Linked DNA regions of Mus musculus: all the other regions are linked to region 1. The links are chromatin contacts, called in public HiCAR-type and promoter capture Hi-C maps. All regions are on one chromosome and are shown on one strand. Each heading gives the region's core, a stretch centred on a gene start, on an enhancer-like site or on the middle of the called end of the contact. The rest is flanking DNA. Distances are from core to core; before and after follow the strand shown.

What was found. Promoter capture Hi-C pulls out the DNA fragments that hold promoters and counts their contacts. HiCAR-type assays count read pairs that join an accessible place to other places.
Region 2: a contact with region 1 is called in a promoter capture Hi-C map of hippocampal neurons, with 5 times the contacts expected there. The contact joins the promoter of Neurod6 here to the promoter of Lsm5 in region 1. A contact is called at or near these places in 1 of 39 promoter capture datasets (hippocampal neurons) and 1 of 115 datasets of contacts at active chromatin or transcription factors (astrocytes).
Region 3: a HiCAR-type map of astrocytes shows a contact between it and region 1, with 4 times the contacts expected there. The contact joins the promoter of Mindy4 here to the promoter of Lsm5 in region 1. A contact is called at or near these places in 5 of 39 promoter capture datasets (the 3T3-L1 cell line, hippocampal neurons and liver) and 2 of 115 datasets of contacts at active chromatin or transcription factors (astrocytes and stem cell-derived neural progenitor cells).
Region 4: a contact with region 1 is called in a promoter capture Hi-C map of hippocampal neurons, with 5 times the contacts expected there. The contact joins the enhancer-like site here to the promoter of Lsm5 in region 1. A contact is called at or near these places in 5 of 39 promoter capture datasets (the 3T3-L1 cell line, cranial neural crest, frontonasal cranial neural crest and 1 more), 1 of 484 Hi-C or Micro-C datasets (cortical neurons) and 3 of 115 datasets of contacts at active chromatin or transcription factors (astrocytes, embryonic stem cells and stem cell-derived neural progenitor cells).
Region 5: a contact with region 1 is called in a promoter capture Hi-C map of hippocampal neurons, with 3 times the contacts expected there. The contact joins the promoter of Adcyap1r1 here to the promoter of Lsm5 in region 1. A contact is called at or near these places in 2 of 39 promoter capture datasets (the 3T3-L1 cell line and hippocampal neurons) and 1 of 115 datasets of contacts at active chromatin or transcription factors (astrocytes).
Region 6: a contact with region 1 is called in a promoter capture Hi-C map of the HPC-7 cell line, with 5 times the contacts expected there. The contact joins the enhancer-like site here to the promoter of Lsm5 in region 1. A contact is called at or near these places in 6 of 39 promoter capture datasets (the HPC-7 cell line, hematopoietic stem and progenitor cells, liver and 1 more) and 1 of 115 datasets of contacts at active chromatin or transcription factors (stem cell-derived neural progenitor cells).

Annotation. Positions count from the first base shown.
Region 1 is chr6:56,703,364-56,706,927 of GRCm38.p6, forward strand. Lsm5 (LSM5 homolog, U6 small nuclear RNA and mRNA degradation associated) reads right to left here and starts at 1,336. Exons shown (of 5, transcript NM_025520.3): 1 at 1,260-1,336; 2 at 1-46. The coding sequence starts at 1,305.
Region 2 is chr6:55,679,591-55,683,088 of GRCm38.p6, forward strand. It overlaps Neurod6 (neurogenic differentiation 6), which reads right to left and starts at 1,673. Exons shown (of 2, transcript NM_009717.2): 1 at 1,374-1,673; 2 at 1-81. The coding sequence starts at 60.
Region 3 is chr6:55,201,496-55,205,250 of GRCm38.p6, forward strand. Mindy4 (MINDY lysine 48 deubiquitinase 4) reads left to right here and starts at 1,888. Exons shown (of 18, transcript NM_001142781.1): 1 at 1,888-2,074. The coding sequence starts at 2,012.
Region 4 is chr6:55,510,010-55,513,297 of GRCm38.p6, forward strand. No RefSeq gene overlaps it. Among named protein-coding and RNA genes, the nearest start is that of Gm34441, 25 kb to the right of the region's middle. Within about 2 kb of position 1,937, at least 21 of the 459 cell types and tissues checked have an H3K27ac peak or open chromatin away from gene starts, as enhancers often do.
Region 5 is chr6:55,450,277-55,453,884 of GRCm38.p6, forward strand. It overlaps Adcyap1r1 (adenylate cyclase activating polypeptide 1 receptor 1), which reads left to right and starts at 1,702. Exons shown (of 17, transcript NM_007407.4): 1 at 1,702-2,092.
Region 6 is chr6:57,743,498-57,747,264 of GRCm38.p6, forward strand. No RefSeq gene overlaps it. Among named protein-coding and RNA genes, the nearest start is that of Lancl2, 43 kb to the left of the region's middle. Within about 2 kb of position 2,409, at least 38 of the 459 cell types and tissues checked have an H3K27ac peak or open chromatin away from gene starts, as enhancers often do. A contact at or near this core is called in the HPC-7 cell line, where this site is marked.

The sequences.
Region 1 (3,564 bases), core at 86-2,585:
TTCATCACAATGTGAATTCTTGACCCTATACATTTGTCCACAAGCTCTGTGGAAGGAAAAGGGTAATTTTACCTACTTATTAGATCGACCAACATTTGAATGCCTACTTCACTTATTATTTTTTATCATTAAAGATAAGCAAAAACATTCAGTTTTTTGCTATTTATTTATTTATTTACTTACTTTTATTAATCATTCCATCTGTTTACATCTCAAATGATATTCCCCCTTCCTGGTTACCCCTCCACAACACCCCTCCCATATCTACCTTCTCCCCACTCCCCAATTGCTTCTATGAGGGTGCTCCCCCACCCACCCACCCACTCCAGCATTCTCCTTATGCTGTGGCATCAAACTCCACAGGATCAAGAGCCTCCCCTCCCAATGATGTCAAAAAAGGCCATACTCTCCTACATATGTATCTGGAACCATTCGGTAATTTTACATCTTACACAAATCTCTGTTTAATCGTTAGCACAAATGTTTGCCTTAGCTTTCACTTAACTCTTTATTTGCAATTAATAGGACTGTGATTTTTATTTAGATTATTTGATTAATGTATGAAAACACACACCATGAGGTGGGTGGAGACCATAACTGTTTTTCTTCATCAGTGTTTGTACCGATAAACAATATCTAACACTGCAAAAACTTTCAATCACAGACACATTCACTAAGCTCACCAGCCCCAAAACATGACAAGGGAGAAGCATTATTACAGACACCGGCTTTCCCGTCACTCCTTCTCTCACTTAACCTTAACTCTCTGTGCTCCTGGGCCAACCTGTTCATCTCAGCATCTTAGAATTGCTCAGCACGATGCGTGCCGGTGTGCGATCTTGAAAGCAATGGCTGTAATTCAAGTTCATTATTCAACAGTTCTCTGGCACTGCGCGGGAATTGCTTGTTGAATTAATGAACGACGGGGCTAGTTTCCAGATTTCTATTGTAAGATTCATTGTATGCCGTGGCGCACTCCTTACCCAAGCCAATACAGGGTCTACCTGATCTGGAGACCAAGAAGGCCAAGCTGAGAACTGGGACTGCGCGACTCATGACATCTTACTGGCGAGCTCAAAAAGGCCGAGCACGTCCTTCACTAAGTGGGACCCTCACCGACCACCGACAGGCAAAACGGTCTGTCTGTCTGCCCAGTGACGCCAAGGACCGGACAGCCGGGCCCGGAGGGGCGGTGGCCCAGCCTCGGCCCCCAGCGTGGAATTGCAGCAACCCGACCGCTCCCCAAACAAGACTTTTACCTAGTGGCAGGAGTTGGGACGGGTTCGTGGTCGCGTTAGCCGCCATGGCCACGCCGGAAGTGGCTAAGGACACCGGCGCAGACTTTAAAATTGCGCGCTTCCGCCCTTTTCCACAGCTGGTTCAGACAAGACTAATCCAAAGCCGATCTTGAGATCCAGAGGATCCCAATGGATCGCAGACAGATTCGATAGAGAGGTTCGGATCTCTATCCCTGCCACCAACCCAACAGGCACCTATGGTACCCCCAAGTTTTGCTAAACTTCAGAGATAATTTGCCGCCGGAAGACCAGCATACGAGATCTCTGAGTCGGTTAATTTTCCTCTAGAAGGTTGCATTTCAAGCCTGTATCTTTCTTCAGAGCAATAAAATCAATTTATATTTCCTACTATAAACTCGTTCTGCATGCTCCTCAACAACTACTCATTTTTTTTTTTTTAAGGAATCTGGTACTTTTAAGGCCAGAGGACTGAAAGTCTATAAAGCAGCATTTTTCACAAGCTTTTTTTTTTTTAGAAAAAACAAACAAACAAACAAACAAACAAAAAACTTCTACTATTATTTAATTTCTTCTTGTCGTTTCTAGGTGTCTGGTTTATTACAGGCATTAAAGTCACTATCAGTTTTCAATTTGCAGGCAACCGTAAGATGTCACTCTGTATGTTGACTCCATCATGTTTGGAAACCTTGCTATCACACTTCTGCATTGGAAAAGATTAAAAAGCCCCCTTTTAACGTGGAGTGGCCAGTAAACCCAACACTTGAGAGACAAAAGGAGGCATCTGTTGCAGGCATGGCCCTCTTAGACCCCGACACAAAATAAGAAATTAAAACTAACAAGGGCTAGCTGGTAGCTTGGCTATAGGGTACTTTCCTAGCATTCATGAGGCCCGGAGTTTGGGCCCTAGTGTTTTTTGTTTGTTCGTTTACGTGCTTGTTTTGTTGTTGTTGTTGTTGTTGTTGTTGTTGTTAAAGCAGATAAATACTTTGCCTTTGTCCATCTCATGTGACAGACTTAAAACCAAACAGCCTAAATATGAGAGATGAGCACCCTTCATTCCTCCATTGAAAAAACATATCAGTGGAATATTGTTTGACTAGCAGCTTGCTGGATACATAAAACAATGTTCAGAAAAGTCTTCAACCAAGAGAGTGGGAAGGAGGACAAATAGTACATTTCATGTGCACAGCACTATGGGATTTAATATGGAAAGCAATGAAAACTCAGCTCCATTCTCAATTCCAAGCCAGTGGTGGCTTTTTTTCCTCCACGCCCAATCTATAAGTCTTACAGATCTACTAGGTCCCAAGGCAATTACAAACACACTTGACAGCCATCCTTTTGAGGTAAGAGTCAGGATTAAGTTCCTTGTGCTTAAAACAAGTTAAAACACTGTCCCTTGGCCACAGCTTGAAGAACTGAGGAGTTGTTGGGAGTCTTCTCACACAGTGACTAAGAATGGGTAAGCAGAGAAGAGGCAAAAGCCGCATTCTGAGAAAAGGAAACATTGTGTGCAGTGGATGTGTGTCACTCCAAGCTTCTCTTGTTGATCTTGTCTTTAAACCATACCCATTTCTCCCACATTGAGCATAAAACACTTGCCTTTTCAAATCCATTTCCTGAGTAACCCCAGTCTTCACTCATTTTTTTTTCTATTTAACTGCATGATACTGCTCAATGTCCTGGTAAAGATGTTCAGTTTGCAGGACCCTGGCCAGAGATGATCACCTATCCTGACTTGTGTAGTCTTGTTGGAGGCCGATGCTGGCTGACAGCAGTGTCAATAGCTGTCAGGATTACTTGGATGTATTTTTTAATATAATTATTCAAAGTTAGCTACCCTTCAAAAACCCGATTCCTCAAGACTAAGAACACTGGGACATAGCATAGTGATTAAATCCACTGGTTCTGAATTTAGTGACTTTTAGTCAAATCCAAACTTCACAATTTTTAAAAGCTTTTAAAACTGTTTTTAAAATTACATTGAATTGTGTGCACCATATGAGTGCACACACATGTGTAATAGAAGAAAATTTGAAGGAATGTGTTCTTTCCTTCTATCATGTGTATTCCGGGGCTCAAACTCTGGTCAACAAGCATGGCAGAAAACACCTTTATCTAGAGCCATCTCACTAACCCCAACACAGTTTCTACTAATTATTTTTTCTTATGTGTACATTATTTAAGCTTTTTAAATCTTAGTTTTTCTATTAGAAGCACTGATAGTAATGGCAAACACAGTATTATTTTTAATTAATTAATTAATTAATTAATTATATGGGTGTTTCGTTTGCATGTATGTCTG
Region 2 (3,498 bases), core at 423-2,922, 1.0 Mb before region 1:
CTTTCTGCACATCTGGGATTCGGGCATTACGACAGACTCGTCAAACGGTAGTGTTAACATGGTTCTTTAACCTTAATTTACCTGAAAAAAAATGCCAGCACAGTATGTAAAGTGTTTTCATTTTTAGCATTGATATACTTCAAAATATATTTGATGACTAAATCGTTAAGACTCCAAGAGCAGAATGAAAAAGACTGATTCCAGGACTCTTATATTAAATAAAAAATTTGAGTTTTCACAGACCAACAATCATAAAGACATTGATCTATGCAGAAGCCTTAATTTATACAGGCAAGTTATTATCAAAAGAAAATATAAAAGAAAATACTTATTAGAGACGATCGCATTTTCTATTTCTCTTGGATTTTAAACTGGATTTTTAATACACATGGAGTGGAGTTAAAGCAAATAAAAGCAGGACACAATAATGCAGACCTTCATTAATTCTAATTCCCCCGAGAACAAAATAGAAAAGAAACCAATGTTTAAAACGAAAAGTGTTCTCTCTCCCTTAAGCTAACAAACGGAGGGGGTTTTGTTAGAAAAAAATATTCCCCAACTTTATTTTCTGTTAACCTCAAACTGGGAATTTAGATAAGTGACTGTAGAACATGCAGATTTAAAGAAAAGATCAATCAGATCAAATTTAAAATTGATTTTTTTTCCTGATGAGTGAAGAACTATGCAAGAGAGTGCTGCCCTCCCAGCCTCGAGGAAAGGAAAGGGGAGTAGAGTCATTCGAAAATAAAACTATAAACAAATGGGAAAAAAACTCACAAACATTACTGGCATTTTTTTTTTAAATCAAAGCAAATGTTGCGACTGCTTTAACATCTAAGAATTCCCTCAATGTAATTGTCTGTTTACTGCTGTTCCGCTCCTAGTGTTTTTGTTCTAAGAGCCACGGAAGTCTCCCTCTAGCTAATATCGGACAGGGACGGTCCACGGATTCTGGCTGCAATTGTGCACGTGTGTTCAGAATCCCAAATGAAAGGGGAAAATAATTTGTGTTTAAAATGCATTTTTTTTTGTTTTTGTTGGGTAAAGCAGCAAATATTTTTCATCTAAAGTCTTCAACCAAATAGGCACATTAAAACAGAGACTTTTAATTTAACAATCTCCAGCCCCTCACTACACATACACACACACACACACACACACACACACACACACACACACACACAAAATATACACATATTTGCAATGTTACATAATAGTAATGAAAGTATGTGATAATTATATCATAAGAATGAAATATGATAAGAACTTATAGATGGCAAAGAACATAGAAATACTCTAAGACAGTGATACTGTATCTTTAAATACTTGCATGCAAAGCCAGCATCAATTGAGTAGATCTTTATTTATATTACCTTAGGTTTTAATTTCATTCAATAATCAGTTTTCATTTTGGATCTTCCAAATCTTTTCAGGCTGAGTGTCGCATCGTCTCCTGGAGCCTCTAGATCTGTGTGTATCTGCACTATCTCATTGATCTCTAAAAAGTGACATTGATGCCAACTGCCAGAGCTGGTACCCATGCCATCTGCTAGTGACGTCACAGGGCAGAGAGAGCCATGTGATCCTCTCTTGGGACCTTCATTCTGCACTGATCATCTGGCATCCCTGTAAGTGGGTACCAGCATTCATGCATCAACACAGGAGGTTAGACTGATAGGGAAAAAATCTGCACCAGCCTTTTACATACAGTAGGTGTGTTTCTCTTCTAGCTGCTCGGGTCTCACTGGCAATCTGTAGAAAGAGCTGTGTTAGTGATGTGTTTCGCCCTGCCAATGGTGCAACTGTTAGGCAGTCGTTAATATTCCATTCATTTGCAAGGTGGGCTTTTGTGTGAGTGAGAGAGGTTTTTGTTGTTTGTGGGGTTGTTGTTTTGCAAGGATCACCAGCTCCTCCTGGTGCATCTGGGTACCAGGGAAGGAGAGCCTTGTGTGGGAACTAGAAGCTGGGGTTGGATACTGAAGGAAACCAAGATTAAGGTCGACAAAGGGGTCAGCAAAGGGCTTCTTATTTCCCTGTTTTGCTTTACGGCATGTAACTTGTGGGTGTGTGCCTGTGTATTTTTCTACTCCCGACTTCTTTGCTTCTCAGGATTTCAGAATAAAAGATCAGTTTATCCATCTGGGGTCTGTGAAAGACATCTTCAAATGCTCCCTTACACTTGCTGCTGTCTTTTCCGCAACTTTTCAGAGGGAGTGTATGCAGACAGAACTGCACACAGACCAATTGTAGAGCTAAAGTGAGTCTTTGGTTAGATTTTGCTCACCGCTGAGCCACTAACTCCTCTCAGTTCCTCTCCCTGATCTCCTGGTGTTTAACCTGCTTGTGCTTTCTCCTTTCAGACACAATAAACAGGAAAACCATCGCTTCAATCTGCTGTTTTTCTCCCCTTGACATGTGGCAGCAGCACATTTTATTTATTCTTTTAAACCAAAGGTTTAATTTCCTTAATTTTTGGAGCTTTCATTATTTTTTTTCTCTGCCCTACTAATTTTATCCTTGCTACATTGTTTTCTCTAGACCCAGATTCACTTAAGTATCTTATTGTTTTAACATCAGTGTTCTGTTCTATTTCTCCTTTTCCCTCGTTCCCCCTCCTGGTGCCTTTTTAACGAAGCAGGGCAGAAGCAGTTAAGCAGAGCTGGCAAAGCCCTTCTAATGAAACAGGATGTAAAGCTAGGGGCCCTCTCTCTCCACTCCTCTCCTCCTCTGAGACATCTCCTTCCCGAACGGACATGGAATTTTAGGCACACCAGAAAATGGCAAAATGTGAACTTTTGAAAAAGTGAAACAAACAAACAAATAAAGACAAGCCGCATTGTTTGACAGTTGCACAATCTCTGGCTCTAATGTGGAAAAGCATGCTCTTGGTCCCAGTATAATTCCTGGCAGCCTGGCATGGTTGAGGTCGTGTTAGCACTTCCCTTATAAATCCCACCTTTGAAAGATTTAGAATTCGGCCGCTTTAATACACTTTGGATTCAACCAAACTGGCACCCAGGTTCAATTCTGCTCCTTTTACCCTACTCAGGTCTATCCCCTTAAAAAAGTTTGCCTGACCTTTCCTGAAAGGTTGTAGAAAAGATCGAGGGTTGACCAAAAGAAAGATGCTAGGGAAAAGTGCTTTTCATCTCTCTTAAAGAGGCAGTAAAAAAAAGAGCAAAAATTTAAAACACTAGTAGACCTATTAATTTATAGATTAAAATAGGTCAGTGGGGCTAGCTTGTATTTCACACTAAAACTTGTCACATCAGTCATTTTAGAATTTGCAGCTCAGTTTTACTAGTGACGTTTTAAATATATTTTGTGTAGCTTTTGGTTCAACATCTAAATGTGATTTTGCATAAATACCAAGAATATCAATAGAAAGGCAGATGCTGGTGTCAGTTGTTCTCGTGTGTGATTTAATTTTTAAATGTGAAGGAGGGGAAAACATCAGATTCCTGAGCTACAAAGGCAGGCAGAGCCGCCTTGGATCTC
Region 3 (3,755 bases), core at 638-3,137, 1.5 Mb before region 1:
CAAACACTGTGATAGTTTAAATTGTCAACCTGACACAATTTAGAGTCTTCTAGGAAGAAAGCCTCTAGGATCATGTAGATTAGGTTGGTGGAGGGGGATCATTTTGAATATGGTAATTGAGGCAGGAAGACCTGCCCACTGTGGGTGGCTTCATTCTCTAGGCAGGAATCCTGAACTGTGTAAGAGTGAAGAAGCGGGGCTGGAGATATTACTTACTGGTTAAGAGTACTTGTTGCTCCGTTCCAGGTTCCGTTCCCAGCACCTACATGGTGGCCCTCAACTATCTGTAACTCCAGTTGCAGGGGATCCAACATTCTTTTCTGAGTCCCTGGCACCACACATGCACATGGTACACATGCATAAATGCAAGCAAATTTCCCCACACAGAATAAAAATAAATACACCTTTAACCAAGAGTGAGGGCAGCTGAGCATGCATATATTTACTGTGCTCTCTTCTTGTTTGTGGGTGTGATCTGACCAACTAACTCCCTCAAGCTCCTGTTTCTGTGATGGATCTGAAACCTACAACTGTGGATCACAGTATTTTGTCCCAGCAACAGAAAACAAAACGAAGACAAGCAATTACCGGTTTTTGACATGCAAGCTCTTGTCTTACTTATGTCTATGTAAGAAAGTCTGCCTTGCGCTTTAAATGATAACACATTTACTAGTGTGTCCTTACATCTGAAATAGCAGGTCCCCTGGCAAGGTTCCTGATTGCTATCTTCACTTTACCCACATGCAGCTAAGGTGAGTTTGCAGAGACCTCCTTGGAGGGTTAGACGGTGAGGATGCCTGGAAATTATAACTGTCCTAATACAATGACATCCTCAGGACACCAAAGCGGACCATGAAGTCTCCAGACACAGTGCATGTGCCGTTGGCTGTGAGACAATCTTACATACAACATACCTTTCTAATTTTATAAATGTTTTAAGGTTTCTCAGAATTGAATAATCATACAAACCTAAGATTTTGTGAGTATCACTGCCTGGAAACAATTTTAAGAAAAAAATAAGAAACATTAGTTTAGAGAAAATAATTTGTATGTAGGAGTGTGGGTGATATGTGCTGAGTTGAGAGCATAACGTTCCTAAGTTGAGGTCCTAATGCCTTGTAGCATCTAGAATGTGACTTATCTGGAGGTACAGTAACATTAAAGGAGGTTGTTATGGTGAACACTTAACTGTGTTCAGTGTTCTAAGAAGAGATGAATAATAGCACACAGATACATTTAGAGGGAGGCTCTGTAAAGACACAGAAAGAAGATGTCAACGGGAGGGAACTCGAGCCATAAAAGCCCTGGTGCCACCTGTTCACCAGCTTGCAGGCTACATACAGGATTGCAAGGTAGTAACTTTGTTGTTGAAGCCACAGTCTGCGGCGTTTTATTATAGCAGCCCCAGCAAACCAACGCAACAGGCAAAGTACAGTCCTGGAGAAAGTTGAGGTGCTACCCAAGGGACTGGCAAAGACCTGGGCTTCGGCAGTTTCCCATCCTTCCAGTTTCTAGATGCCAGAAATTGGAGTCTAAGCGCCCTTGCCATAACAGAGGCCAGAACACTGAAGTCTGTGTCTCAAGTGAACCCGGGAGGTAACTGCAATCCTGAGGGTGGACTGTCAGGGCCCTGCTTCCCTGCCAGTTCAGACTTTAAGAACCACAGGGTAGGGCGTGTTTCCCATTTTGTGTATGGAGAAATAGAACCTTTGATTAGGCCAGTGACATCCACCACAAAAAACCAGAGTCAGTCAACTCGGCGCCCAGAACTCATAGGCTAAGTCCCGCCTTCAGCTGCTGGCACAGCAACTGGCAGAGAGTAGCGGCTTGGAGGATGCTCCTCCCTCCCTTCTCTCCCGCCCTCCTAGAACGCTTGTTTCCCAGGAAGGGGAGGAGTTCTTCCTGGCGCGGATGCCACCGTCGCCACGGCAACGCCGCTTTACTGGGCCCAACGGATTAAGGGGCCTGGGGCTGCAGGCGGCCGCGTGGCCTCGTGGGCAGCGCTAGCAGCATGGACAGTCTGTACGTGGAGGAGGTGGCCGCCTCCCTGGTCAGGGAGTTTCTTAGCAGAAAGGTAATGTCTGGACACTCCGAAACCCACTAGTATCTTCTTAAGTTGGGGGGCAACCAGTGGTTTCCATTAGCATCTTTGCACCTTCGAGGGTGGGGGGAGCATTCCATGCCTTCTGTTCGCCTCAGAGATTTCCCCAAGAGCGCCCCTTTCTCGGGACAAGGAAACTACATTTCCCAGAAGCCAGCCCTCCCTAATGCAAGGGCACGTCCACAAAGCCAGGCCTGCGCTTGCTTGGCTGCCCTCCCCTGGTCCCCTCTGTCACAGCAGTGCCAGATTGGCAAGGGTGTCCAGGGCGGAGCAAGTTCTCCCAGCCAGGAGCACAGGACATGTCTGTAGAAAAGAACTTTCTAAAGGAAAGTTCTGGACAGGCAGTCCTTTTGATCATTTTAATCAATGATGGAAATTCTAGCTGCTGAATGAGCTTTTGTGGGGGGAATTATGTAAATTCTCTTACTGCCAGAAGAGTTTTCAAAGTGTTTACAAGTTAGGGAGGCTCTTGAGTCCCCCATGGGGGTCTAGGAGAGGAAGGCACTTCCTAGACTCCAGGAGTCCCACACTGGCTTGTAGTTTACACAAAGGGGCTGAGGACTATACACTAGGGATCTGTGCTTCCACATGATGTCATATTGAGCTGGCCCAAGGGGCACTAATTTGAGATTGAAACATGCATGCGTGTGTGCGTGCGTATGTGTGAGTGTGTGTGTGTGTGTGTGTGTGTGTGTGTGTGTGTGTGTGTGTGTGTTTGCATGGAACAAAGGAAAAGGATTTGAGGTCAGATGGTGGAAGTTTAGGTATGTGCTATTAGTTTGAAATGTAAGTTTGACGTTACTACCTCATCTTCTCTCTAACGGGAACTTTTACAGTCCACTCATGTCTGATGAGTGAGCACTAGTGATGCCCAGGCAGCGCCTAGGTTCTCTTTAAACTCTCTGTGTAGCCCAGACTGTCTTTACACTCTCGATTCTCCTGCCTCTGACTCCTGTATTCGGAAGTACGGGGGCATACCAGCATGCACAGTTGTAATTACTTTCGTCACTGCTTCTGCTCTGGGACAGAGACCTTGTGATCACCACAGGCCTTTGCCACCCTGTGTGTACCTCCTAGATGGTGATTGATCTTCTCAAATGTCCCTAACCATCCTGGAAGATAAGTATACTTACAGTATTCCTTTTCATATCAGAGTGTTATGGGACAAGGCAGCAAAGAAACTTGCCCGAGGGTGAGCAGGCTGGACCTTGACGCCTCCTTGCCCTGGATACTTACATACAACACAGGTATTCAACTTTTCACTGGTTTTGCCACTTTATACCAGCTCTGACTGTACCTGTTCTGAAATGCCTGTGTGCTCTTTCAGAATGATTTTTATTTGGAAACATTGCAATGCACCTGGCTTTATTGCCTCTGCTTTGACTCTCTGTCACCGAGTCCTTGATGCAAGTTGGATGATCCGTGTTGTCATGCCCTGAGAGGCTGATCGCTGCTGCTTTTTAAGACTGGGTTAGATTTAGAAGTACCCGAGAGGCCTTCAATTCTTGAGTGCAATCCTGAGCCCTCACTGACAATCCTGAGGCCTCACAGCTTGGCCCTAGCTTCTCCTTCATGGTTCCCTTGATCGCTTCTGCCCTGTGACAAGGCCTGTTTCTCCCCAAGCACTTCTGGTCACTCCCATGATCAGAATTGA
Region 4 (3,288 bases), core at 687-3,186, 1.2 Mb before region 1:
ACCTTGTTTTGGGGAGCCCAGACTCCCCCCACCCCCCACAACCTTTACCTACAAAATATCATAAAGCCTTAGTCAGATTACAGGTTCAACTTCCTTTCTCCTGATCAGAAGCTGTTCAGCTAGCGCCTGAGATTCCTGGAATGCCTCTCCAGGCTAGTGAGTTATCTCAGTATCTTAAACCTTCAGCCAGTGACTGTTGCCCACCCTGGATATTCTGATCTCTCAGCCCCCCAAGTTATGGAAGCCTTAAATCATCCTAAGTAAAGTTGATCTGCCTGCCCACAGCTGGTCCCTGTGTCGTCATTTCCAGGGTTTCCAACCCCTCTGTCACCTCTGTTCCATTTGCCTGCATAGAATGATTTTGGCTGACAATCACAGGCAGTAGTAAAGAGAGTGCTCTCAGACAGTGCGCTTGGCATTTTGGTGGTCCCTGAAACTGAAGCAGCAACCAGTTCTAATAACCATCCTAGCCACACAGCCTTGGGTCTCCGGATTTTCTTGTCTCCAGGTCTTTAATATCCCCCTTTGGGCCTTTTGATGAAGCACTTTATCCATCCTCCCTGTAGAGAGGATCCCGAGACAGCAGACTGGGGGCTTTTCTGGGACACAGAGAAAGCCACCAAGGAGCTGACAACAGACAGATAATGAGACTCAAGCCCATCAACAGAGGAAGAAAGTACATTGACAGGGGAGTTGAGAAGGAGGACCCCAATAACCAGGTGTGGTTGCCTGTGTCAAGTGCTGTTAAAGGCTCATGATGATTGGGCTACAAAGTATCTGTATTCGTTGTTTAGAAGTCGAGTAGCTTTGTTTTGAGCCACCCCTTGCTCAGGCTGGATGGGCAGGCCATTTTGCTTGTAGGAACAAGAGTAGCCTCCCCAGAAAAAGCGTAGACTCATGTGGCCTCCCAAGGGCTACCACCTGGAAATCTCTTCTAAGTGGCTCTATAGGAGGATGGGTGGGTGGTGGTGGTTTTACAGTCCTCTTTGGATCAGGTTGGTAGAGATAGACCGCACATGCTCAGAACCACAGGACTTCTTCCATTAAAGCGCTCTGCAACTGGTTTGAAGGTCAGAGGCTCTTGCCTCCAGATTGGATGGCCTTAGCCCAGGGAAGATAGAAACTGGGAGATTTCTTTGGAAAGAACCTGGATTCTTCAATCCTCCAGGAAGGAGTGGGCAGATCCAGGCTTCAGAATAAGGGTCTGGAAACATTTATATAATGGAGGAGGTCCCTGCTTGGAAAGAGGTTCCTATTCCCAGCTTCTATTTGCCCCTAAGGACACTGCTGGAAAAGAAACTTTCCACTGAAGCCAGGGGGCTGCAGAGTTAGAGAGAGGGCTAGGACAGACCGGTCTGTGATCTTTGACAGACATAAGTAAACACTCCCTCTGTGGTTCACTTAAGCAATAGGATCTACCCTTGGCCTTCTAATGTTTCCCATTTCGACTTTGAGTGGGTGCCTAAGGACCAGATGGGGCTCATCTCGGGTGGGAAGCACACACTCAAATCTAGGGAGATGTTTGCATGAGATCCGAGTCTCACAAAGTGGCCCGGGCACATGAACCCTGTGACTGATTGCTCCCTGGCCATAAGGCAGCACTCACTGACGACTGGGGTTGGGGTTAGAGGTCAGCCTTGTGAGCTTTTCAGGTGGCATGGTGGTGGAAAAAGCCTAGTCTGTCATTTGGTTATACCTTTTGCATCAGGAGCAGAGGGAGGCCTACAACAGGCCATGGCATGAGCACGGTTTTTAACCCAAGGAGCTAGAGAGAGAGGCGGGAAGCCTTGAGAATACAAGCAAGAACTGGGAAACATTTCCCCTTCCAGCAGTTTCCCTTATCTAGAGTTCTTCCTGGCAGAAAGAGTTTGGGCTGGAGGGAGGGAAGGTTGGAGTGGGGTGGGGGAATCAACTCATAGGTCTGCACTGCCCTCTGGTGGCCATTTTGTTTGATGATCGGTGTAACGCGCGCTTCCAGTCTAGGGAAACTGGCTCATTTCCACACAGTGCCTGGTAATGAGATAATGAGAGAAAGAACAAGCTTAAATATTTTCTATAATTAACACTGGGAAGAGACACTTACATGCGAAATATCTTGTAAGAAGAATGTGACCCACAGTGCACCGTGCAGGGCTTTTCTCGCAGGGCTTTTCTCTTTGGACTTCGCCGGCACACACATTTGTATTTCTGTATGATCACACAGAAAAGTTATTTCTGGAGACTACACATAAGGAGCCCTTTAGGACGTGGATTTGTGTCTAAGAACTTTCGCACTTAATTGTAAGCGTGAACATCTGCATCCATCTGGTTAGGCCTCAGATTTTCACGGCGGGCTTTGCTATTGTCTTCTTACTGAGGTTTTGGAGAAGACAAGTGAGAGAAAGGAGGGCTTCTCCCCAGGAGCTTAATGTCTGTAGGGAGGTTAATGAGTTCGGCTGTTCCTCTGTCCCTGTGGGCTCCTTATCTGTGAATGCAGAAAACCTCGAATGGAAAACTTTCTGGGAAAAGCGGTACTCAGCAGTCATTTGCATAACGCCCACATTGGGCTGAGTAGCGCAAAGGTCTAGACATGATTTGAGTCATCTGGGGGGAGATATGTAGATTATGCACACCATCTCGTACGACAAACTTGTGCAACCATGACACTTGGAAAGGCAGGAACTAGCTCCCTGTGGACGCGAGAATACTGGGAGTGGGTCATGAAGGGCTGCAGCCTGGGAGAATTCGGTATGCAGAGGAGCACACCCAGCAGATGCTACTTCGAATGCCGGATTCTCAACTTTTCTATCTCTCATTAGAAAACAAATAGACATCTAAGGAGAAATAAGAAAATACAATAAGATAAAACAAACAAACAAACAAACAAATTAAAGTATGAACAAAAAAAAAAAAAAACAAGCAAGAACAAGAGCCAACGAAAAAGCACAAGATGCTGAGACACACATGTTTGCACACTTAGCAATCCCATAAAAAACCAGAAGCCAATGTATATGACTGGCAATGTAGAAAATAAAAACTACCCGACTTAACATAATGAGACCAAGAACCTCCAAGCCAAAAAATATACACAAAGGACATGTAGGATTAAAAAGAGAGAGAGAGAAAATAAAAATAAAATAAACATAAAAACTAAAACTATAAGATTAAAAACAAGCCTTGACACAGGCTATGAGCCAAGGGACCTCCACAGGTGCTACCGGCCTTTTCTGCTGGCCATCAACTGCTGGGCTGGCAGCCTACGATTAGGAGTAGTTTGTTTCTCCAGTGATAAAACTTAATTTGCAAGTG
Region 5 (3,608 bases), core at 452-2,951, 1.3 Mb before region 1:
GGGCTCTGGTTCCCAGACACAGACATGAAGAACCAGCAGTATGTAATGAGCCAGGAACTGGATGCACAAACTCAAAGCGTCAGGATTCCCGTAGTGGAGTGATCTGATCTACTGTGGGTAAGTGATTGCATCTCCCCCTCCCTGGCAGCCCCTAGTGCCAATGTCCCATGTTTCATGTTCCACTTCCTATGTGGAGGCTATCAACAGCCCTGCCTCCCCTTGAATGTCTCGCAGTTTGCAGAGTACTTTCACAGGTGACATCTCATTTGATCCGTCCTACATCAAGGCTGGAGGCCAAGTAGAGAAGCTGACCTCCAGTTTGGGAAAACAGACCAGAGAGAGATGCAGTGCGTTCTAGAGCTGCTCCTGATTGACTGCTGACTTCTGCCCAGCGTCTAGCTGTACTCTCCCTAGAGGGGGTCCTGACCACTCTTAAGAGAGAAGACATATTCTCCACTGCTCTTCCTTTGGAACATGGCCTGAAAGAACACAAGCGAGTGCCAGCTGTCTACGAGGTGACCAGTGCTTCCTGGACTAAGTGGGGAATCATAAACTTGCTGTCTGTATATAGGACACTCCATACATCTTTCTGGAGCATCAGGTTGCTTCCTATTCTTAGCCTTTCTGTTTTCATTGTGAAGTCGGATGTAAAATGATCATGTAGGTCTTACCAGTTAGGGTTCTGTGTGGCTCCCATTCATGGGTCTTCTCCATCTCCTTGTCCTTTTGTTTTCAGCTAGACTGACCTTGCTAACAAAAGGCTCAAGTTCTTTCTCCTTCCCTCTTCTTCCTTGAAGGTTCTTCAGAAGGACACACATCAAGGGTGGCTCAGAACTTGCCTGAACAGGCAATGACAGAAGCCAGTTGAGACTAAGTGATGGGGATACAAAGAACTCAGGATGCTGTGACTGGACACAGTTATGCCAAACTGGAGGTGGCAGGATATTGGCACTGTGACCTTATTTGACTGAGTTCTGCTCATTAAGCTCCTGCTTATCAAATTGTACCAGAAGAAGGGTGAGTACACCATATCACCAACAACAATAGTAATTTGTTTAGCATCAGTGAATATATGAGCCTAGTACAAGTTTGCTACTGGCACACAGACTGTTCCTACACAATGTTGTTCTTCTCATGAGCCCAGAAATAGAAACGATGTGGTGCAGGTGAAGAAGTGGAGGCTCAGAAACATCAGGCCGCACACCCAAACTCCCAGAGCTGGCAGGGCAGTCTCATTTATTTTTAACAGACTTCCCGTAAGCACCTCTACTCCTTTTCTGGCTATAGAGGTGTTCTCTGGGGTGTCACATTCGAGGACATCTAGATAGGCACCTGCAATTCATCCCTTCTAGACCCCTGACTGTGAGCAGAGGAGGGCCCAAAGAGGGCCAGGGACTTGCTCAGGTGGCAGGTTGCCAGAGGAGGCTTGGAACACAGAGAAGAGAGGGAGAGGGCTTTCTCTAGTGGATGTTTTGCTGTTGGACAGAAAGGTGGTGAGCCCTGAGGAAGGCACAACTCAGCCCGGAAGCTCTGCGACAGAACTGGGAAAGGGGGGCTGTTACCTCCGCCTCCGCGCCCTGGGTCCCTGCTGCAGCTCTGGCTTGTGTCAGCGCGGTGGTCCTCATCCAGCTCCCCATCTCTGCCCCCGGCCTAACCCCGCCCCCCGGGCTCTCATTGGCCTGCACCCCACCCCCCGCCTGCGAGGTCTGCCGGGGAGGCGGTGGTCTATCGCCTCCCTCGGCCCCGGGCCTGGCTGCGCAGCAGAGGCGGCGCCTCTCCCGCAGGACAGAGCCGGTCGAGTGGCACAGGGTGGGCTAAAGGAGACGAGGGACGCCTCGCTCCGATTCCCGACTGCGACTGGCTGCGACTTTGGAGCAGCGCGGTCCCTTGTGCAGTACGCACACACCGCGGCGCAGGGACACACAGACTTGGCTGCTCGCGGCCACACGCACCGAGAGACCAGGCTCGGCGCGCGCTCCGCGGCGCACACGCTCCAGCCAGTGCGGCTCTGGGCGCGGATTCGCGGGTTGCGCGTCCTCCTGCACCTTCAGCCCCTGCGCCCAGCAGTCCCGACCAGCCCCGAGGCCATCAGGTAAGGACCACTCCTGGCCTGTCCTTCTGCTCCGCACTCGCCCAGCGCCAGACCCTTTTCCAGCGGGGCCCTTGGACCCCTCCTTCAGCCCAGAGGTCTCCAGGAGCCGCGTGCTCTGCCAAACCCAAAGCCAGCGAGGGCCAACGCGGGGCACAGAGTCGGAGCCCATCCTCTCCCGCCGCCGCGGGCTGCCTACGCTTCTCTCTGCTCCATCCAAGTGTCGGACCGTGGCTTGGAGCACATTATTGTAGACCATTCAGTGAGTATCGGCCTAGCTGTCTCAGCCTTTTCTGGTGCCAGAAAGAGGCATTCAGGGGCACGAATGACACTACGGCCAGAGATCCCCCAGAGCTCGATCTCCCTGTCTCCAGGTCGGACCAAAGCGCCTACGTGGATTTGGAAAGAAATGCTGGAGGGTCTCTTGGGAACTCGGTTCTACAGTCTGCAGGGCGTTTGAGGGATGAGCTGCGGAGATAAGATAGGGATCAATTTAGTTTGTGCCCCCAATAGAGATAAGCTTTAGCATTGTTTTTAAAAGGATAGCCCTACGGCTATAGGACTATCCTAAGGATAGTCTTTCCCCGGGGCTCGGGGAGAGGTTGACCAAGAGACGCTTGGGGGTTGGTGGTCTAACAAGGAAACGCCCTGCAGGGCCTGTGGGGGAAAATCGCTGTGGGAGTGGGGTTGCTGTAGTGGGCCCCTCCGAGACCCCTGATGTTTGTTTTAAAGGCCCAGGCTCTGCAGTAGCTAGCTGACTACTGGGAGCAGGATCATATTGTCAGCAAGAGCAAGGGACCAGGCACCAGTTCGTGGAACTAGATCTTCAGGAGCAAACACGCAGGAAGGGGATGGCGATGGCATTTCCCTCGCTGCTAGGGAGTGGAGCTTCAGTTCTAGGAACCCAGAGCCTTCTGGACCACCTTGGCATGAGAGGGGGTCTGGCTAATTCCTCAGTCCATTTCAGGGCTGCTGTGACTACTTTTCTTTACTTCAGGCTGTATGTCCCATAATTCCCTCATGGCCTAAAGAGAGAGAAATAGGCATCTGTTTGGATTTTTTTTTCCCTGTGGCAGCTCAGGTGCATTCCTGTGAGGGTATGTAGGAATTTAGAGCCCATACAGAGGACGTGGAAGGCAGTCTGCCCCCAGACTGCAGTTGGACTGAGGCAGACCATTCGGAAGGTCAAGCTGCAGGCTGGAGGGTGGCTGTGGGTTTGGGACAAGGGTTACTTGTACTGTGATGAGGCCTTTTGGAGCCCAGGGATAGCAGGTAGCTCTTTGCTCAGAAGGCCTTGAGATGCATCTGATATGGTGGCAGGTAAGGCTGGAGGAGCCCCCATTCCCAAGTGCAGGCCTAGGACTCCTGCTCCTCATTGACCTTGGAAAGAACAGGCAAAGGCCCCAGTCTGGACACAAGCCAAACTCTGAACACACAAATTAAAGACAGGACATGCTGGAGCCGGCCTTGAGCCAGATCTTCTGACCAATCCATCAACAAGTGTGTGTGGTGTGACCAG
Region 6 (3,767 bases), core at 1,159-3,658, 1.0 Mb after region 1:
TCAGCCCGTGACTCTTCCTTATCTGAACCACCAGGGTGAGCTCTCCACCATTGCTTTGGCTAGGCCACTCAAGGCTACCATTGGAAGAATCCAGTGTTTGTTTGTTTGGTTGGTTGGTTGGTTGGTTTTGTTGTTGTTGTTTGTTTGTTTTTGGTTTTTCGAGACAGGGTTTCTCTTTATAGCCCTGACTGTCCTGGAACTCACTTTGTAGACCAGGCTGGCCTTGAACTCAGAAATCTACCTGCCTCTGCCTCCTGAGTGCTGGATTAAAGGCATGAGCCACCACACCCAGCAGGAATCCAGTGTTAGCACTCCTGATCTTATGCACTTGGGGCGGCTCACTCACACCCAGCTTCCCAGAGTCAGCTTTACTATGTTGCCCAGTCAAGGTTCAGGGCCCATACTCCCAAGTACTGCAGCCTGTGAGCGGCTGGGCCAGTTTTCCTACTCTTGAACCCTCAGAGATGGCTCACCTATGCCTTCACCATCAGGGTCAGCTTCACTGTATTTCCCAGGCAAGGCAAAAGGGCCACTCTCCCAAGACCTACAGCCAGAGAGGGAGCTGGGCTAGCTCCCCAACTCTCATGACTCCAGGGGTAGCTCTTCCTACTACTAAAGGTTGTGAGTCAGGGAGGAAGAGGGCATCAGCCCTGCACTCACACCACCTCAGGCAGGTGAGTGGTGGGGCCAACTGTCCCATGCTCTTTCCTCCAGGACTGGATTAGCTATGCCCCTACAACCAAGGTCAGCTGTACTGTGCTGCCCAGGTAAGGAGCAGGGTCAGTTCACCTGACTGCTGCAGCCAGTGAAGGGCAGGATCATCTGTCTTGTTCTCATGACTCCAGGGTCAGCTCTTCCCAACTGTTGTAAGTGGTGAGGGTCAAGTGGGGGCAAGGCATCACCCCCGTACCAATACATCATGGAAGACAAGTGACAGGGCCAGCTATCCTAAGCTCTCATCCGCTACATACTCAAATATTGTGGTGGCTTCCAATGTAGGCTGGATGACATTCTCCACCCATGCTGCTTGGCATAGCAGTAAGAGGGTACCTATTGTTTGTCTGTGCCATGTGCTATGCAGCAGGCCTGTAGATTCCATAGAGGTTTGAAGGTCTCTGCCTTCCCTCTCTTACACTGTGCTTCCTGGACTTGATTTTTATGAGTCCTAGGCATAAGACAGATTTGACCATTGTAGTGGTATGAATAGGGAGCTGCATTCAAGTTCCCACAGACTTCCCCACTCCCACCTCCTCCAAATTGTGATGCTGCTGCATTCGAGCGTTTCTATGTCCATGCACCTCCCAAGTCCACTTCTTTTGGAGGATGTAGAGGTATCAGGAGGTCCAGTGTCCTAAGCCTCCCACATTACCAGATAGTCCTGATTGTTCAGTACCTCAACATCAAACAATGCTGCGGACCCCACCACCACCACCACCATACACACAAACACAGCGTGGCATTTTAGGATGGCTCTCTGGACTTTTAGACTCATACTCTAGTAGCCACCATCAGCATCTCTCATCACTAGAACTTATACTCATTTGGCTCCTCTGTCCACATGGTTGCCATTCCTTGGAGACCACTTGTATTCACAGTAACACTATAATTGTTCGCACTCTCCGGCTTCTATCACTGGCACAATGGGTTGGATCTCCACTGGCACCTTAATTTCAGCTTTTTCTTCTTTCCTGCCTTCTTTTTTTTTCTCTTTTCTTTTTTTAAGCTTCTGAAACACTGAGGGAAATTTTCTGTTGTTTATAAGCTGAATGTACTAGGAAATCAAGATAGGAGCAGTTTTGCAAAGAAATGCCTCTGCAATTAGATAGGAGGGCTGTTTAGACAGGACAACACCTTAGAGTAAAAACAAAGTGACACAGAGGGCAGAATAAAGACTCCTGCCTTACTTAGCTGGATCTCTATGAGTTCAAGACTAACCTGGTCTACAAAATTAGTTCCAGGAGAGCCAGCGCTGTTACTCAGCTAAACCCTGTCTTGAACCAAGAAAAAAGATTCAGGGCTACAGTTATGTGGACAGAGTGGAGGGAGGAGGCAGGCTACTTAGCTATATCTTTTCTGGTGCTAGGAAAAGCATCTGCACGATGGTGATAAGGAAAGAGGCATGGGCTGGAAAGATGACTCAGCTATTAAAGGCTAGGCTCACAACCAAAAATATGAGGAACTGGGGTAACTCTCTCCAGGTCCATCAGGTTCTATTTTGAACATCATCTCCCCATTCATTCAGATGGCAATTATACTAGGCAGCTTTGCATTGCTGTAACAAATAGCAAAGGAAACCAATGTTTGGCTCAGTATTCCAGGTTTCATCTCATGATGATGGGTTGATCTTATTGCTTGGGCCTGTGATGAGGAGCTAAATTATCCAAAGGTTCATAGTGGAACAGAGCTGTTCATCTCATGGCCAAGGATAAAGATAAGGTTCTTTGGGAGCTTAACGGGGAGGTTCCAATATCCACCTCAAAGATGTGCCCCGAACAGTCAGCTCTCACATTAGGTTCTCCCTCTTCAAGTTTCTACCACCCTATATTTCAAACCAGGTGTGGCCCTAGCCTTTAACACATGGGCCTTGGGGGCCATGCACATTAAATTCAAAGTATAGCAGAGAACTAGAGATTGTGGGAAAGCCATAAGAACCCTAAGCTACAAAGATGTTTAATAGAAGCATTGAGTACCTTAAAATCAGGTAACGGTTCCAGAAGCCCGCCTCCCAGAACCATGCCTTGCCACTCAGTGTGCACTTGGTCAGAAGCCAGCTTCTGGTCCACCCGTGTGCCTGGAGCATCTCCAGGTGGAGCCTGTTAATGCTCCCTCAGGTTTCTTCTTTCCTTCAGCATTCTGGCTATGCCCCCTTCCTGTCCCACCTGAGTTCTCATCAGCCTCGTTTTATTTCAGAGATTATTCCACATTTTTGTTTTTGCCATCTTTTGTTTTGACAGCTGTGATGGATATTTTGAAGCTTATTGGAATTTGGAAAGCACAGATGAAAGTGAGCATTAGATTTCCCATCTTTGATTTGGAAACAACCATTTTCCTGGTAGAAGTTGGCCAGAAGGGGTCTTTCCTGCCTAACATAGATGTAATGCAAGGCAGTGAGCCTTTTCGGTCTTGTTTCCTGTCTACCTAAAGGGATTTGAGTGATGTCAGAATTTGCCAAATGTATCCTTGTAATACCCCTAATCAAATAAAACTAGGCAGTCATCAAAACAACTTGCCTTAGTCAGTGTTCTGTTGCTGTGAAGAGACATAATGACCACAGCAACTCATAAAGAAAAATATTGTATTGATGGTTGCTTACAGTTTCAGAGGCTTAGTCCATTACTGTCATGATAGGAAACATGCTGCAGGTAGGCATGTAGACATGGTGTTGGAGAGTGAGCTGAGACTTCTACATCCAGATTATCAGGCAGCAGGAAGAGAATTGAGTCTTTAGTCCTGGCTTGAGCTTCTAAAACCATAAAGCCCACTCCCTCCCAGTGACACAGTTTCTCCAGCATAGCCATACCTCCTAATCCATATCAAGTACCACTCCCTAATGACCAGGCATTTAAATATATGAGCCTGCGGGAGGCATTCTTATACAAACCACAAATTAAGGAGCCTGCAAAATGGGTATCCAGGTAAGACATCTGCTGAAAATCTAAGTTCCTCTCCAAATTCCATGTCAAGATGGAAGGAATGAATCACAAAGTTGTCAGCTGACCTCCACATGTATGGGAGGCACACACAAACACATGCAAACAGACGCTCAA